Regions from separate parts of the Pan troglodytes genome. Here region 2 is linked to region 1. The links are chromatin contacts, called in public Hi-C maps. All regions are on one chromosome and are shown on one strand. Each heading gives the region's core, a stretch centred on a gene start, on an enhancer-like site or on the middle of the called end of the contact. The rest is flanking DNA. Distances are from core to core; before and after follow the strand shown.

The links. A called contact is a pair of places that touch in the nucleus more often than the background predicts.
Region 2: a contact with region 1 is called in a Hi-C map of stem cell-derived neural progenitor cells, with 5 times the contacts expected there. The contact joins two enhancer-like sites. A contact is called at or near these places in 2 of 7 Hi-C or Micro-C datasets (induced pluripotent stem cells and stem cell-derived neural progenitor cells).

What each region holds. Positions count from the first base shown.
Region 1 is chr11:60,482,394-60,485,144 of NHGRI_mPanTro3-v2.0_pri, reverse strand. No RefSeq gene overlaps it. Among named protein-coding and RNA genes, the nearest start is that of MAMDC2, 72 kb to the left of the region's middle. Within about 2 kb of position 1,379, at least 2 of the 24 cell types and tissues checked have an H3K27ac peak or open chromatin away from gene starts, as enhancers often do. A contact at or near this core is called in stem cell-derived neural progenitor cells, where this site is marked.
Region 2 is chr11:61,108,108-61,110,858 of NHGRI_mPanTro3-v2.0_pri, reverse strand. All of the region lies in intron 20 of TRPM3 (transient receptor potential cation channel subfamily M member 3), which reads left to right. LOC104007884 (a long non-coding RNA gene) reads right to left here. Exons shown (of 5, transcript XR_008537294.2): 4 at 526-613. Among named protein-coding and RNA genes, the nearest start is that of KLF9, 190 kb to the right of the region's middle. Within about 2 kb of position 1,343, at least 19 of the 24 cell types and tissues checked have an H3K27ac peak or open chromatin away from gene starts, as enhancers often do. A contact at or near this core is called in stem cell-derived neural progenitor cells, where this site is marked.

The DNA of each region.
Region 1 (2,751 bases), core at 130-2,629:
GCTACTAGGGAGGCTGAGGCAGGAGAATCACTTGAACCTGGGAGGTGGAGGTTGCAGTGAGCCGAGATCGCACCATTGCACTCCAGCCTGGGCAACAAGAGCAAAACTCTGTACCAAAAAAAAAAAGAAAACGAAAAAGGAAAAAAGAAAGAAAACAGCTCTGTGAAACTGTAGAGTACATGGCCACAAATATTGACTGCTGATTTCATATTCTTTATCATCCATCCAGTACCTCAAGCAGTAGAAGAAGCAGGTAAAAGTTAGTTTCCAGAAACAGTTTAGCAGTTCTTCAAAAAGTTAAACATAGAATATCATATGACCCAGCAATCCCACTCCTAGGTTTATGCCCAAAACCCTTGTGTAGATTCACTTCACTCTGCTTATCCAGTCATCAGTCAGTGGGCATCTGAGTTGTTAACCCTGTCTTTTGGCTGCTGTGAACAATGCTGCTGGGAACTTTTATATATGAATGTATGTGTGAGCAGATATTTTCAACTCTCCTGAGTATATTTCTAGGAGTGGAATTGCCGGGTCATATTTGGTAATATTTTTTTCATATTTTTTAACTTTTTGAGGAACTGCCAAACTGTTTTCTACAGTGGCTGTACCATTTTACATTCCAGAAATATATGAAAATTTCGTTTCTCCCCATCCTCACTAACACTCACTTAAAAATATATATATATATAGCCTTCTTAGTGGGAATAAAGTAGTGATTTTGATTTCCCTAGTGGCTAGTGATGTTGAGCATCTTTCCATGGGCTTCTTGGTTATTTGCCTATCTTCTCTGGATAAATGTCGATTCAGATCCTTTGTCCAAGATTAAAACTGGATTGTTTGTCTTTTCGTTATTGAGTTGTAAAATTCTTTATACATTCTGGATACTAGGCCCTTATCGGATATATTATTTACAAATATTTTCTCCCATTCTGTGGGTTCTTTTTAATTTCTTGATTGTGTCTTTTGACACACAAAATTTTTGATTTTGATGAAGTCTTTATTTATTTATTTATTTATTCTTTCTTTCTTTCTTTCTTTCTTTCTTTCTTTCTTTCTTTCTTTAGTTGCTTGTGCTTTTTGGTCCATGAGATCTTTGAACTCCAGCTTTCACTACCAACTAGGTCACCCCTTTCTTACTTTACTTTCTGGAGAACGAATCTGGTGGGACTCTGACTAGTCAATGATTGGCTGCTCCAGGGGCTGATCAAGGGATTTGAGGACCAAGAGTAACAGAGGGGGAAGGGATACTGTGGTCAAACAAGACCACCAGGTGTATGCTTTCAGCAAGGGGTATGAGTGAGGGATCACTCCCAAATAGGGCACGTGGGATGACCGCATTCTCCCCCTACCAAGAAAATTGTCTCCTCACTGATCTGACACCTGGCAGCTGGCTGCCACCCAGTGGCGGAAACGAGAAAGGCTTAGGGGGTGCTAGTTTACAGTTGCTAGTTAGGTGGCTAAAATTTTGCTAGAAATTTCAGTTAGGTCACACGTTGGGGAAGGATGGGTCTGGCGTTTGGATTGTTTGTGACTCGGTTGGGTTTAAGTGAAAAACGGGCTTGTCTTTCTACGTTTGAAACTGCTGTCACTGTCACTAGCGCACTGCCTCCACGTGATAGAGAGCTGCATTCTTGTAGGTAGGCATCACCGTTTTAGCTGGAGAAGTTTGCTTCATGACCCATATGTGTTCCATTTATATGCTACTTCTACTTTTTAAAAATAGATTTCTACCCTGCCAGCAGCAACCCCCTTAATTTGAGGTGATTTTCTGGCAGTGTGTTAGGACGAAGCTGTGGCTGTGAATCACAGCACACCTAACCTTTCGTCTTAAGTTTGACCTTCTTACTTCAAACTCTACACAATCAAAATAAGTAACCATAAATTGGAGAGGAAAGAGACGAATACACACAATTAATAAACTAATGATTTAGAAGTAATAACCCAGTAATAATATCAGGGTACTCTTCACCACAATTCAATTCAACTGTTGATTCGCTAATGACAGAAATCCATCTTGAATGAACTTAAACAAAAGAATGAATTTGGCAGGGCACAGTGGCTCATGCCTGTAATCCCAGCACTTTGGGAGGCAGAGGTGGGTGAATCATTTGAGGTCAGGAGTTCGAAACCAGCTTGGCCAATATGGTGAGACCCCGTTTCTACTAAAAATACATAAATTAGCTGGGCATGGTGGTGGGCGCCTGTAATCCCAGCTACTCGGGAAGCTAAGAGAATCATTTGAACCTGGGAGGTAGAGGGTTGCAGTGAGCCGAGATCGCACCATTGCACTCCAGCTTGGGCAACAGAGTGAGACTCTGTCTTAAAAAAAAAAAAAATGAATTCATAGTAAAGATGCTGGAGTATCTCAAAATCAAAGGTAGGTTGGATAACAAAATGATGAGAGAGGAATGTGTGTTATGGGGCCTCATGGGTAGTGATAGCCTAAACTTGGTCTTCAACTCTTCCTCTTTCTTTCCTTATGCTTCAGTCTGTGTTGAATTCAGTCAGTCTCTCTGCAAATGAGCATTTCCACATAGTAGGAAACATAAACACTGAAAGCTCCCATATTTCATGTTGCAGTAAGGGGCTAAATCATTGCAGAAAACAGCCATCTCTCCTGCAAGTTCACGCAGAAAGCATACACCCAGGGGTCATGCTTTACCAAGTGATTCCTGCTCCCTCTGCCACTCTACAATTAGGTGTTTGCAAAATCACTGGGAGAGCTGGAGATGCAGGAATTAGGCTGAGCTT
Region 2 (2,751 bases), core at 94-2,593, 630 kb before region 1:
AAGCTCCTATTTCATCAGGGAAAGCCATTAGGAAGGCAGGCTTAGGAGGTAGTGCTGATTTCTCTGCATTTTTCCTGAAATGACAGTAAGCAGGACAGGCCCTTTCTGGAAGAAATGCTCCCGTTCAAGTCCACTGGGTCTTTAAGAGCTCAAGAACAACCCTAAATGCTATACTGCAGTGGGTGGGAAAACATACTGGGCACCATAGGAAAAAAGGACTCCTACAAATCCACAACTTCATTCTTGCCTTCATTACAAAGACAGGTTAAAAGGCAAGGGTTTCAGCTCTATAATGTTCTCTTCCAGAGAAAAGATGCAGTATCTGTTAGATGCAGTTGTACTGGGATCATTAAAAAATGTCTTATCTCTTAAGCCCTTCTCTTGAGTTTTTAAACTATTTGGGTGATATTTTAACTCTGACTACCATCTCCCCATCCTGAGAACTTGGGAGTGGGTCTGCTAGTCTTATTTTACAAGAGCCTGGATTTAAAAAAAAAAAAAAAAAAAAAAAAAGGAATGCCTTGCCTTGTTCCAGCTGGTTGTCTACACTTCGGTCTTCCCATTCATGGTGCCTTTTCTTCTTGACCAATGTTGTGGATTTCCCATTTGTAAACTGAAAAACAGTAATAAATTTGCTTTGGTCTTTGTGCAGCTCTCTGAGAACTGAGGCCTGCTCCTGCTGGGGCCCTGTGGCTGTGCTGTGCCAGCTGGCACTCGAGCGATTTAACGCCTAGACGCATATTCCTTCCCCATGATAAGCAGAAAAGGGAAGGACTCGAGCAGGGAGATTGGAGTCTCTCCAGGGACCAGACTGGGAGAAGACAGGGAGCAGTCTGTACTCCACGGACTGTTCTGGCAGAGGCTGCCAAACGGGCAGGCTGCCAGGAGCCTCGAGGCCTGGATATCCATTTCTCCTGAAGAGGCATAGAATAGCAGGGAGGGCAGGGCTTTGGAGGCTGGAGTCAGGAAGGGGTCAACTGAAGATTCCCGCTTCCCGTGGGGAGTGAGGCGGTGACCACCTCCGAGTCTGACCTTTTCCTCTGCGGCTCAGTGAGGCGGCGCCCCAACCCCTGTGTCCTGCCCTGAACTCACTGAAGAGTTGCTTGACGACCAAAGGGTGAGGACCCCACAGGCCATGCCCTTCCTGCCTCTTCACAGTCAGCACGCAGGACCTCCAGAGCTCAGACGCAAGATCCTGGAAATGTGGAAAAGTTTGCATGCTTTGGTGCCTTCCCAGGGATACACAAAAGGAAGGCTTTGTGGTTTCCCATGATACCCCCATTCCCAGCCCCACATACTTCTGCCCGGAGTCACCAAAGCAAGCCCCGGTAATCCCTTAATAGCATGGCACTGTTTACAGCATGCGTGGGTAGACGTTATCTCATCTGGATCCTACCCCCGCCGACAACTCTGTGAGGTCGATGGCGTGACTATGATGACGTCCCACTGCACAGGTCTGGGAACTGAGACTCAGGGTTTTAGCAATTTCCCCGTATCCCACAGCTAGAAAGGACAACTGAGTATGAAACCTGACAGATCCGTCCCTAGACTCACTGCTCTTTCTACTCCCCCACGATGCTCCTCAGGCTCCCAGGGTTCTAAGACAGGTGACTGAGGGCTGGTTCGAGAGGTGGAGGAGGCAGGGGGGATTCTTGACTTTCCACTTCTGCCTCACCCCGGACTGTTCTGCTCTCATCTTTTTTAATGTTGGGACTTTACCAAAAAATGCTTCACTATTTAAAAATGATACTACAAACCTCTGTGTTTAGCAGTTTTAGGAAAGTGTGAGCAAAGGGTTGGAAAAGCTCAAGGCATTGCCCATCAACCCCCTCTCCCAGCTACATACACGGATTTTTGCTCTGTTAAGATGCAGCCAGGGAGTGAGAAGCCATCAGGACAACACCAGCTGCAGAGATTGCTGATGACTAGGGCAGTGGTTCTCAAACTGTGGCCACCAGCAGGAGCTGGGAACTTGTTAGACATGTAAATCCTCCACCCCACCCCCAGCCTCCTGAAGCAGAAACTCCAGACTGAGGGCCCAGCATCTGTATTTTACCCAGCCTTCCAGGTGATTCTGATGTGCACTGAAGTTTAAAAACCCTGGGCTAGGGCTTAGGGCAGGACACTGCCTGTGAAAAATAGGGCTCCCAGGTAGCTCCTGGTACCCTGCTCAGCTTCCAAGTCCCAGCCCTGACTTACAAAAACCCGTCTTCCTTAGTATTTGAGAATTAGGTAAATCATTATAGTGGACATGAGGATTCACACAAATAGCTGGATATAGACCTGCCTCCAGTCTTTTCTCTCCTCTCCTTTGAGAGGTTCTGAGGTGGGGAAAGGGGTTGGTCATGGTTTGAAGAGATGGAATCCTCAGAGGTAAACACCAGCAATTGAGGAAGGTGGCCCTGGTGCACAGCTTCACTAAGTGGCATTCCCTGGCTTCTCACATCCTGGGGTGGTCTGTGATGCAGGATGGGTGCAACTTCTGCTGTCCAGCTGTGCATTTCATAGACCCATGCGTGGTAGCCCCTCTAAGTTTAAGGTAAGGCAAGAGTCCCACAAAGGAGTTAGGATATGCAAGGAACTGGAAAATTGCTGTTAGTGCCTACACAACAGTCAGTCTGTTGACAAATATGTATTGAGTTTCTATTATGTAACAGGCCTGGGGTACAAAGGGTCTGCCCTCAGAGCTTCAGTCTAGGAAAGAGAGAAGAATGGATGGACAGATTAATAAATAGATGATTGATAGATTGA